Linked DNA regions of Mus musculus: regions 1 and 3 are each linked to region 2. A link is a contact called in public HiChIP or PLAC-seq data. All regions are on one chromosome and are shown on one strand. The core of a region is the stretch at or near the end of the contact, and the rest is flanking DNA. Distances in the headings are between cores, read along the strand shown.

What was found. HiChIP or PLAC-seq counts read pairs in DNA pulled down with a chosen protein or histone mark.
Region 1: a contact with region 2 is called in an H3K27ac HiChIP or PLAC-seq map of extraembryonic endoderm stem cells, with 7 times the contacts expected there. The contact joins two enhancer-like sites. A contact is called at or near these places in 1 of 39 promoter capture datasets (hippocampal neurons), 4 of 115 datasets of contacts at active chromatin or transcription factors (embryonic limb bud, extraembryonic endoderm stem cells, forebrain and 1 more) and 1 of 9 other capture datasets (liver).
Region 3: an H3K27ac HiChIP or PLAC-seq map of extraembryonic endoderm stem cells shows a contact between it and region 2, with 11 times the contacts expected there. The contact joins two enhancer-like sites. A contact is called at or near these places in 2 of 39 promoter capture datasets (frontonasal cranial neural crest and hippocampal neurons), 5 of 115 datasets of contacts at active chromatin or transcription factors (embryonic limb bud, embryonic midbrain, extraembryonic endoderm stem cells and 2 more) and 2 of 9 other capture datasets (embryonic stem cells and liver).

Annotation. Positions count from the first base shown.
Region 1 is chr11:63,934,546-63,938,315 of GRCm38.p6, reverse strand. No RefSeq gene overlaps it. Among named protein-coding and RNA genes, the nearest start is that of Hs3st3b1, 14 kb to the right of the region's middle. Within about 2 kb of position 1,400, at least 13 of the 459 cell types and tissues checked have an H3K27ac peak or open chromatin away from gene starts, as enhancers often do. A contact at or near this core is called in extraembryonic endoderm stem cells, where this site is marked.
Region 2 is chr11:64,824,683-64,829,049 of GRCm38.p6, reverse strand. No RefSeq gene overlaps it. Among named protein-coding and RNA genes, the nearest start is that of Gm40025, 16 kb to the left of the region's middle. Within about 2 kb of position 1,324, at least 6 of the 459 cell types and tissues checked have an H3K27ac peak or open chromatin away from gene starts, as enhancers often do. A contact at or near this core is called in extraembryonic endoderm stem cells, where this site is marked.
Region 3 is chr11:63,913,219-63,917,047 of GRCm38.p6, reverse strand. All of the region lies in intron 1 of Hs3st3b1 (heparan sulfate (glucosamine) 3-O-sulfotransferase 3B1), which reads left to right. Among named protein-coding and RNA genes, the nearest start is that of Hs3st3b1, 7.2 kb to the left of the region's middle. Within about 2 kb of position 2,492, at least 125 of the 459 cell types and tissues checked have an H3K27ac peak or open chromatin away from gene starts, as enhancers often do. A contact at or near this core is called in extraembryonic endoderm stem cells, where this site is marked.

The DNA of each region.
Region 1 (3,770 bases), core at 151-2,650, 890 kb after region 2:
GCATTATAAGTATATGTCTGTGTACCATATGTATGCCTGACCAGAAGAGGGTACTGGATCCCCTGGAAATGGAGTTTTAAGCCACCCTGTGGGTGCTAATAATGGAATCCAGGTCCTCTGGAAGAGCAGCCAGTGCACTTGACCAATGAACCACCCCTCTAGCCCAACCATTGCCCATATTGCCCATTGCCACCCCTGCCACGTGTCTGTCTATCCATCCATCTGTCTCTGTCTCTCTTCTCGTTCTTGGGTTCCTATACATGATATTAGTTCACTTCACTGAGCCTGTACATTCCTCAGGTTCATATTTCTTCATTCTCTTTTATTTCAGAGTCTGATCATTTTACCTGTCCTGTCTTTGAGTCTGATGTCTTTCTCCTTTCTTTATTCTCTTTCTTCTTTCCTTCTTTCCTTCCTTCTTTCCTTCCTTCTTTCCTTCCTTCCCTCCCTCCCTTCTCTCTCTCTCTCTCTCTCTCTCTCTCTCTCTCTCTCTCTCTCTCTCTCTTTCTTTCTTTCTCCCCTTGTTTTACCTAATCAGATTTCCTCTGGGGCCAGACATGATGGCACACACCTGTATTTCCATCATTTAGAAGGCTGAGGCAGGAGGATCATCATTACTAAATATCAAGAGTTGACTCCAAAAAGGAAGAGAAGGAAAAGCTGGAAAAGCTGGTTTTCAACATTTCTTATAAATTTTTCATGTAGGGTTTCTGTTTGATTCTATGATGATGATGATGGTGATGATGATGGTGGTGGTGATGATGGTGGTGGTGGTGATGATGGTGGTGGTGGTGATGATGATGGTGGTGGTGGTGATGATGGTGGTGGTGGTTTCTATCCCTTTAATGATATATTCTCTTCATTTGCTCTTTTACACTAGTTCTTTTTTGGTGCGAGAGCACATTTAAGACAGTTCCTTTTAAACCCTTGTCAAATAGTTCTGATTTCTTTGGTTCCTTGGGAGTGAGTCAGTTTCTGTCTCCTTGGCCCCCTTTAGCGAGCCAAGCCTTCCTGTGCCCTAGTGCCTTGTGATTTTGCTGTCTCTGACAATTGGATATTTAACTGCACGAGGCTCTAATTGTAGAGATCAGCCCATCTCCCTTCCTGGGGCTTTTAGACATTTGTTTGTTTTCTTTGGGTTTTGCTCATTTGCTTTGATTGTTGAAGGCTGTAATTGTCCACTGAAAAACAACCATCACAAAAAACTACTTTCTAAGTCACTTTGCGGAAGACAATTACTCCTGTGTGGACCCTGGCCTCTTCTTTTAGCTTGTGTTTAGTCAATGTTTTGACATAGATTCCCTTGAATGGCTTGAAGTAAGTTGTGTACACAGAGTCCTGCTGCACACAAAGGAGAAGGGGACCTGTTGGTGTTTGCTGTTGACTTTGTTCTGGGACACTCCCTCACTCTCAGCAGGGATTGCGCTAAATGGCAGAGGAGCCTAAAACAAAATCCTAATGTCTTTTTGTTCTTTTCCAGCGCTGATTCACCTAGCCTGAGGCATGTGTGTGGCTCTCTAAATCCTGCCATACCTGTGGCTGATTTCCTAGCCCTTTGTTTCCGGCAGGCCCTGGGTGGTCTAACTGTAAGACCTGGCCCACTACATCTCTCTCAGGCATCTCTGAGTCTTTGGTTGGTCAGTCTGGTGTGGGTTTTGGGGGGAGATGTTTGTTTTATTTTGCTTGAGACAGAGTCTGCAGATTTGAGTCTCCATCTGTAGCGCAGGTTGGCCTCCTGCCCCTGCCTTTCTGTAATGTTGCAATCACGGGCAAATCTCAAGCACCTGCTGGTGTCTGTGGGGCTCTGGGATCCACCTCCAGCTTCGCTTCTCGAGAGATGCCCATGTTTCTGTCCACCAGAATGAAAGACCCATCCTTCAAGTTCCTCCAGATAAGTTAGAACAGAACTGCATGCTGGTTTGCTCCCCTTCATTCAAAGAAGCAGAGTCCCAAAGTGGGGCTCAGGCTGCTGCTCCTTCAAAACCAAGACTGCCAGCATGCTGGGGTTGGGGTGAGGGGTGGGGGGTGGGGCTCAGCTCAGTGGGGGGTGCCCCCAGATTTCCTACTGTTTTGAAGACAGGTGAGCATGCTTGCTATCATTTGTCATTCACATAATTAATGTAAAACATTGAACTGTTTCCAAACTTCTGACAGAGCTGGTTCTGTGTGCTTCTGTTTGTCTGTCTGTTCTACATCGTCATGGGGGGAAAAGACACCCTGCTTTGCCCCCTCCCTCTGGTTTGCCATTCTTCCACATCAAGAAAACCAAAGGCGATTCTGGGACATTCACTATGTGACTCTAAGCAAAAGAGACATCAGCACAAAGGAGAAAGATAGAGCCTCTGTCCATATACAGTGTCTTTTTCAAGGCCTTCATGGTACTACGAGGGGAGAAAGACTGACGGACTAGAATGATTGGAGCCATGGAGAATGGGGAAGCTGCTTTCCTGCAATCCCAAGGAAAGCCCCTTTGGGCTGGTCATGTGTGAGTGGGAGCAGGGAGCTGGGAAGCAAAGACCACATGAAGAGCACAGGTCAGTGGATGGCATCGTCCAAAGCCATGGTGGACAAAGATGCTCCTAAGATTGAAAGGCCACCAAGGAGGTGAAGGGCTAAGAAGAAGGAATGACAGGAGGTGGCCGAGGTGGCTGGATGAGAAGCTGTAAGTCAGGCAGGGAGTGACTGGTCCTTTGGCATAGTGCTAAGTGGAAAACTGACTTCAAGGTAGAATTTGGGGGGACCGGAAGGCAAAGATGGGGTGTGTCCTAGTCCAAGAGAGAAGCAAGGTGGTAAGAACTAGGGTGGAGGCAGGGGAGATGCAGATGTCCCTGGAAGTACTGAATGGAAATGCTGGCCTGGGCCTTCAGGAATGAAGGAAGGGTAAAAGAAAGGAAGGAGGGAAGGAAGGGAGGAGGGAAAAAAGAAAGAAGGGAAGGAAGGGAGAAGGGAAGGAAAGGAGGGAAGAAGGGACGGGAGGAAGGAGGGACAGGAGGAAGGAAGGGAAAGGGAAGGAAGGAAGGAAGGAAAAGGGAAGGAGGTAGGTAAGGAAGGAAGGAAGACGGGAGGGAGGGAAGGATACAGAAAGCTTTCGTTCTGATGGATGGTTTATGTTTGCACTTAATCTAAGGTCGAAAGCAGACTAGAAACTGGCATTGTGTCAACACTGATGGGTGTTCGGTCTTACTGGGATGCAGAAATCCAAGATGCTTGGTTGCCTTAATTATTTTCAGTTCTAGAAATTTGTTGAACACGTTCTGTAAGTCTTGGACTGGGCCAGGCAGTGGGGTGGGAAAGGGAATGCAGTTTCCAAAGAGACTACGAAGTCATTCCCTGGGTGATGAATCTAGACGTGTGTGTAAGGAAGAAAGGTCAACCAGGCAGAGACAGACTGGGTGGTAAAGTTGATCCACACAGCTCTGAGGGCCACTCCTGGTACTAGAGGCCCTTGGGTGCTGGGGACACCCCTGATGATCTGGGTGCCCTTCAAAAGTCACCTCCGCACTGGCAATGGCCTTCTCGTCTATGGGAGAAGCTTACATTCTGTGCACATGGGAGCCATTTCTGCTTTAATGCTCTCTTTTCCTCTGGACTTTGGGATCTGAAAAAAGGGGACAGGCTGTGTAGGCCACAGGCTGAAGGTCAAAACTCCACAGGTCTTGCCTGTAGTGCAGACCATGTTTGGCTAAATCATAACTGGCTCTGTGCACCTTCAAGTTCAGTTTCAAATTTGTAACATTTAAAGTCAATTACTGTTTGATCTACAGGTGACT
Region 2 (4,367 bases), core at 75-2,574:
CCTCTACTGTCCTGATCCAAGGCATGGCAAGAGGGAACTGGAGTGGAGAAAGGTCTCTACCAGGTATGCCTAAAGTCTCTTGCTTTTGTAAACTCTGCAAAACACATATATGTGTAGCAGCACATGGGAAGGAATCTTCCAGGGCCTGCCGTGTGGAAGGGGCCACAAAACTTTGCCATGATCAGGTTTAATTTACATCTGTTGCTTGGTTGCCAAGGTGGCCATGGACCAAACGGTCCTCTGCAGAGGCACCGAGGTACAGAGGCACCGAGGCTACATGGGGTCATGCCTGACCCACCCCCTCTCTCTTTTACACAAGTAACAATAACCAGAGAAATATGATTTAAAAACACACAAAGAGCCAGCTAGAAAGTGTGTAAGTGTAGGGCAGTCAGTCTGCTTTGTTTTCCGATTGAGAGTTCAGAGACTACCCCCACTAATGGTCCCATACAATAAATCTGGGTCTAGGACTTTTCTGGTGTGTCATATGACCATAGGGAAACACGGGGCCAATGAAGCAAAGCCACCAGGAGACAGTCATAGAGTCCCTTTGTTGAAGGCAAAGCATCTAATGCCTGGTTTCCAGCTCCCACCATGCACTGAGAGACATCTATCAGCACCTTCTCAATGCCCTCCTCTCCATCAGAACCCAAGTGTCTCCAGCCCTCCTCTAGCCCTCTGCTAACTCTGCAGCCCCTGTGTAAGGTTCGAAGCTTCAGCGTCTGCCCTACTCCCCTGTCTCAGAAGATGACAGAGGATCACCCTTGTGCTCACCAGAATAGTGCAAAAGAGGGCATCCACACGGAAGAGGCAAGCAGATCCAATTCCTGGGTTTCCAACCGTAGGAGAGATGAACTCAGAGAGGATGCCAATCCCAGATCATTCCAGAGATCCTATCTCAAAAATTGAGAGAGAGAGAGAGAGAGAGAGAGAGAGAGAGAGAGAGAGAGAGAGAGAGATTGATTGATTATTGGATCTCCCTTGGAGCTGGAGAAACTGAGATGCTTTCTGTGTTCCTGTTGGGAAACGAACCCGAGCCCTCTGCAAACCCAGTACATATTCTTAACCTCTGAGTCATCTTTTCAGCTCCATAAGTTTAGATTCTATCTTTTTCTTAGAATCATTCAAGGCAATTGTATCTGTGTTTTCACTAAAAACCAACAACCCTTGAATCTTCGCAGTGCACTTCTGTCCTTTGTTTCCTTGACTTTTCTCCCAGAGTTCCTGTGTTTTCCTTGCATCCTTTGTTTGCTTTGTAGGTGAGGTCAACCTTGTTTTTGTTTGCTCTGCAGCCACTTGGAACTCGTCTGCTGGGAGATGGGAATTCCTGGAGCTCTGCAGCCAGGGCAGCCTCTCTGGAAAGGACTACACTGGATCTTGCTCAGAGGCCATGAGAATGCCCGGAGCTACTTTAGATAAATACCTTAGTTTTGTTTATCATTTACCCCGACTGAAAGACAAAGGGTACATTCACAGAATGCATTCAGACCTCAACTGCATGTAAACAAACAAACAAACAAACAAACAAACACTAAAGGCCCATAGCTGCAGTTTTGAAAAGGGATCTTTTTCTTTTCACCCAAAGACTGGGTAGTGATGGGAAATTGTCTTTGCTTCCTCCTTTTGTGGAGTAAAAGCTTCACCCACCTCCTGCTTCCAGACCATCCCCTACCCTCACCCCCCACCCCCGCCCCACTCTGTTTTTCTGTTTTACTTAAGATTTTTAGATTCGCATTTCCCTGATGATTAAGGATGTTGAACATTTTTTCAGATGTTTCTCTGCCATTCGGTATTCCTCAGGTGAGAATTCTTTGTTCAGCTCTGAGCCCCATTTTTTAATGGGGTTATTTGATTTTTCTGGAGTCCACCTTCTTGAGTTCTTTATATATATTGGATATTAGTCCCCTATCTGATTTGGGATAGGTAAAGATCCTTTCCCAATCTGTTGGTGGCCTTTTTATCTTATTGACGGTGTCTTTTGCTTTGCAGAAGCTTTGCAATTTTATGAGGTCCCATTTATCGATTCTTGATCTTACAGCACAAGCCATTGCTGTTCTATTCAGGAATCTTTCCCCTGTACCCATATCTTCGAGGCTTTTCCCTACTTTCTCCTCTATAAGTTTCAGTGTCTCTGGTTTTATGTGGAGTTCCTTAATCCACTTAGATTTGACCTTAGTACAAGGAGATAGAAATGGATCAATTCGCATTCTTCTACATGATAACCGCCAGTTGTGCCAGCACCATTTGTTGAAAATGCTGTCTTTTTTCCACTGGATGGTTTTAGCTCCCTTGTCAAAGATCAAGTGACCATAGGTGTGTGGGTTCATCTCTGGGTCTTCAATTCTGTTCCATTGGTCTACTTGTCTGTCACTATACCAGTACCATGCAGTTTTGATCACAATTGCTCTGTAGATTCCACTTCACTCCAGTCAGAATGGCTAAGATCAAAAACTCAGGTGACAGCAGATGTTGGCGAGGATGTGGAGAAAGGGGAACATTCCTCCATTGTTGGTGGGATTGCAAGCTTGTACAACCACTCTGGAAATCAGTCTGGCAGTTCCTCAGAAAATTGGACATAGTACTACCAGAGGATCCCGCAATACCTCTCCTGGGCATATATCCAGAAGATGTCCCAACCGGTAAGAAGAACACATGCTCCACTATGTTCATAGCAGCCTTGTTTATAATAGCCAGAAGATGGAAAGAACCCAGATGCCCCTCAACAGAGGAATGGATACAGAAAATGTGGTACATTTACACAATGGAATACTACTCAGCTATTTAAAAAAATGAATTTATGAAATTCCTAGGCAAATGGATGGACCTGGAGGGTATCATCCTGAGTGAAGTAACCCAATCACAAAGGAACTTGCACAATATGTACTCACTGATAAGTGGATAATAGCCCAGAAACTTAAGATACCCAAGATATAAGATACAACTTGCTAAACGCATGAAATTCAAGAAGAACGAAGACCAAAGTGTGGACATTTTACCCTTTCTTAGAAATGGGAACAAAACACCCATAGAAGGAGTTACAGAGACAAAATTTGGAGCTGTGACGAAAGGATGGACCATCTAGTGACTGCCATATGCAGGGATCCATCCCATAATCAGCTTCCAAATGCTGACACCATTGCATACACTAGCAAGATTTCGCTGAAAGGACCCAGTTATAGCTCTCTCTTGTGAGACTATGCTGGGGCCTAGCAAACACAGAAGTGGATGATCACAGTCAGCTATTGGATGGGTCACACGCCCCCTAATGGAGGAGCTAGAGAAATTACCCAAGGAGCTATAGGGAACTGCAACCCAATAGGTGGAACAACAATATGAACTAACCAGTACCCGGGAGCTCTTTTCTTTAGCTGCATATGTATCAAAAGATGGCCTAGTCGGCCATCACTGCAAAGAGAGGCCCATTGGACTTGCAAACTTTATATGCCCCAGTACAGGGGAACGACAGGGCCAAAAAGGGGGAGTGGGTGGGTAGGGGATTGGGAGGGTGGGTATGGGGGACCTTTGGGATAGCATTGAAAATGTAAATGAGGAAAATACCTAATTAAAAAAAAGATTTTTAGATTCATGGAAGGTTTTGTATCCAGCTCTTTATCAGGTGTGAAAGCCGTTTGCTGGGAAGGAGACACATTCCTAGACACTGTCTGTGCTTCCCTGGGCAGTTGCTACAAGTAAAGAGTTGGGTCATAGAAGTACAGAGGCCCTTAGGCTAGTTAGCAGCCCTGGAGTTCCCTCTGCTAGAGTCACGGATTAGCCATACTGGGCCTCCTGAGAGAGTCCCTTATTTTACAGCCAGCTCAGCTGCACATGTAAAATGATCGGTTTTGATATTTTGTTACTAGGAGGTTACTCAGAGCTAAAAGTCTACAATACTTTTTTCATTCAGTTTTTCCAGCCCTGTACAGTGAGTAGTATTCTAAATGGCCATTTTGCTTTGTTTTATTGTTTTTGAGACAGAATTTCTCAGTGTAGCGCTGGTCACCTCAGAAGTCACTCTGTAGACCAGGCTGGCCTCAAACCCAGAGATCCACTTGTTTCTGCCTCCCAAGTGCTGGGATTAAAGGCGTGTGTCATCACCACCAACACCTGGCATCTGAATGGCCTTTCTTTTTTCTTGTCGACAAGAGAATGCTATGACCTGTCTTTACCATATTCTTGAATTGTCCATTCTATCCAAATGGAATGTACTTCCCGTATAATCATTCCTTCGAATCCTTGAATCTTCTTCTGTTCTACTGTGGACCTGTCACCTGTCACCCTGAGGTCACCCAGGAGGTGAACCTACCATGTTAGCCATGCATACTATCTAGTATTTTGTTCATTTCTCTATCTTTTCACTTATTTCATTC
Region 3 (3,829 bases), core at 1,243-3,742, 910 kb after region 2:
GATAATCTGTTCCTAAATAATTGTTCTTAGGGTTCTGGTGTTTAACACAAGTCCACGGCTCACTTCCAGGCTGCTGGGAGAAGGTCAGCCATTCACATTGAGATGCAACAATTTGAAACACAAACCATTATGTTAGAATGCTGTCAAGATTTACCAGCAGCACTGTGTAGCATGTGTTGAGCTCTGTTTTTAATTAGGCCCCTAAATTACACCATAAAATGGTTGATTAATCTTTTACAAGTTGGGGGGCAAATATAACATAAATTAACCTAATCATAAGTGTTTTCCCAGATGCTGAGTTAATAAAATTGTCAATATTTAATAGTGGCCTATTAGTTTTAGATAAATAAAATGCCAAAATGTATGAATTAAATTGCATTTATTATCTTTCAAGTGGTAGGTTATTATCCAGCAGGTCTGTCTCTGAAAATGAGTTTTGAGTTCTTATCTTAGGAGACATTCTTAAAAGATAGGCTGCTACTACAGTAAATAGAAATTAAATGCTGGCTACAGTAGATTTTGTTTTTTTTTAAAGGAATCTGCTCATTAAAAAAGCAGTAGTTTAATGTCCACTAATAATGACAAGATGTATTCTCCCAGTCTGCAGTCTCCCATTTGCCTCTGCAAAGCGATCTTACACATCTCTTGTTTCTTTGATTTTTTTTTAATGTTTTGATAACCAGCACCTCACAAATTCTCGTTCTAAATAGGCATGCTTCCGTCTAAACCCTTCAGTTTAAAACAAATTTAACACAAGGTTTTCTTTTTTTTCTACAAAATGACTATTCAAGTCACTAAAACTATTTACAATAAGTTCACTAGGAATAAAAAATAAGCAAATAAATAAATAAACAAATAAAGCAAAACAAACACCACTGGCAGCTCTGAGGTTAGAGGTGCTGTTTTTACCAAGCCTCAAAACTGAAGCCCAGGACCAAGACAGCTTACCCACTGCTCTGGGCCGTTTGGAATGTTCTGTGTTCTCACTCTGTGAACATGGAAGTTAAACTGATGGACAGAAGCACAAAATGCCCACCCTACAGGCACAGCACAACAGCTTCTATTGCTATAAAGAGAGCTTCATCGGAACTTCACCTCTCACGTCAGTCAACAAGACTATTTCAGAGAGTAAGAGAAACTTAAGGGCGGGGCTGGTGGGAGAGGCTCCACTCCCCCAAGTACATGGCATAGTGTCAAGGGTAATGAGAGCCTATCCTGCCTTCCTCAACTGACAAGAAAGAAGAGATGGGGTACCAGTGTCATTGAAGACCAGAAAAGTTTTTTTATACTTAAATCGTTACCTTGTTAGGACTGTCTTATTCCTTGTTCTCCAAGACTATCCAAACTCAAATAAAAACGGCTGCTTCTGCATGCCAGACTAGTTCTTCTGGCCCAGAGATAGGGGAGGTTAGCTGTGAGAAGCAACAATTATTCTTAGTAACTTGATAGTAAATTCCATTATAGCCAAGAGGCTAAGTGTTACAACATCCCTGCGGCTCAAGAACCCCACAGCAAAGTTTTGTGCAGAGGAGGAGTGGCTTTCTCTATTTAAAATTCTTTTATATCTGCACCTCACACACTCGGCGGGTCGTTTGACAAATATTTAGAAAATAGTTTGTTATTGACTCACTCAAAAACTTGCTTCCCTGTGACGTGTAAGAAGCATGGCTAAATGAAGCTGTACTGCTCCATCTTTGCCCCCACAACAATATGATGTTCTGTAGAACAGCAGGGAGAATCCAGTTAACAATAGTATATTATAGAACAGAATAGGAGAACGTCTATGTACCCACCACGAAGGGATGATAAAAGATTAAGGTGATGGATATGCTAATGATCCCAAGACTATACAGGAATTAAGACATCACATTCCAACCACAAGACTACTACAAACAGTTCCAGTCCAAAAAAAAAAAAAAAAATCAAGCTTAAAATTAAGTGAGTCATGGAAATAGACGTGATTGATATCTAGTCCTGTAAATAGACCTTTGTAAAGAGGAGTTGGCTTTTCTCAATATTTAAAAGGACATGCAGTGTGTTACAATGAGATATTTTCCTTGTAAGCCTGGCGGATTCATGAAACTTGAGCGCCCCTGTTTATAGCAGGCCTCTGGCACTTCAGCTCAGCCAGACTGCTTTGAGTCGCCTTGGAGGAGAGACCTTGACCATTCCATCTGTGTTCGTCCGCGAGTTGGTGGGGCGCAGGATACAGAATTTCTGGGTTCCAGGATTTGCCACAAACCACCCTGCAACCTTATATTAAACCAGAAAAAAAAATTTTAAAGGAGTTTCTGGGCATTGAGATTAGGAGTAGCCAGTGAAAAGTGAAAAAAAAAAAATACCCGGAGAAGCCGAAAGAAGCCGCTTGCCACACCCTCTCCTGATATAAGGGTGGAGTCTCCCCCTCACCAGCCCTGGTGACATAAGTGTGCAATAGGGCCCACGCCTGCTGGCCGCTGCCACGCGTGCGCTTCTGGCGGGTCCTCACCTGTGGGGTTGAGCTGCCTCGGCCCGCGCTGATTGGTTCTAGGGACTGCCCGGAGACCAATGGCAACGGACCTGTACGGAGCTCCGCCCACGGGCTTTCTCCGAGCGATTCTGTATGCCCAACTCTAGCCTCTTGTTAACCTTACTTCTCTGTATTAGACTCGGCTTTAGAGGCTCCTGCTCTGCGGGGTCAGCCTTCAAGACACCAGCCTGCAAGCATTCAGTGGAAACTAACTTCATTTTGACCTGGGGAGAGGGGAGGAGTTGTTTCCTTATGGTGGTGCTGGGGAAAAAAAAAGCAAGATTTATTCCGTTCTTCCTGCACAAAAGTGCACTCTATCAGGAAAGCTGACACAATTAGAGACGCCCATCTCTTCCAGACCCCTCCCAGAGCCTTCTGGAAACTGGTCCTTATTCAGTCCAGCCCTTACTCTTGGCTGGCTGTTTGGCTAGTCCCTGGAGTCCTCCCATATGATTGTTCCAGAGGCTCCAGGCATTTAGCATATGCCAGCTCCACCAGTTAACACAGATACACAAAGAAGAAACATCCTGTTTCCACCCACGAGCTTCTCAGAAGCCCCAAATGGGTGGGTATGTGTGTGTTGGAGGGGGCGCAGCAAAGCTTACTTCTGAGGCCAAGCCCAGTTAAGTCACCCAGGCTGTCCTATACCTTGGGGGTCCTTCTGGCAGCTGAGTAATTTGGATTAGAGGCGTGTGTCACCAGGTTCAGTGAATAATGCACTCTTATAAATTGTATTTAAGCCCCTCCCTCAACTGATCAGACAAGGGCGTATTTATTGAGCGAGCACTTGTGATAAAAAAAGATAAGACTTCATTTTCTGGAGCACTTTGTTTATTTTCTGGAACAAGTGTGATGCACAGAGCACGGACCCTCACTTCTACATAGCATTCTCCCAAGACCCTCTCTTCAGCAATGGAGTTTGGGCATACAGGTCTTCACTCAGGCCCTGGTTCGAATCACAGCGCTGGAATAAGGGCCTCTGCCACCAGCCCGGCTTTTTATAGGAGTTTGGCAGCCTGTAAACATGCCGCCAGTGTTGATGTGGACCGCAAACAGAGTCCAGATATGGTGCTACTATGGCAAAGAGTCCCTCCCGCTGGGTAGCCCCTCTCAGCTGTACTGGGCATGGAAGACAGTGTTGTCCATCTCTGCCCCTATCCCTTGTCATCATATAAAGAGCCTGTTTCCTTCATTTGTAACCTGGCATAGGACAGAGCAATATGCCCTGTTCCATATCAAGAATATACTTTCATAGTGCAATTTCCACAGCCCCGTTCCTCACAGACAGACATTCTAAATGAGGTTGTTCCTCACAAACAG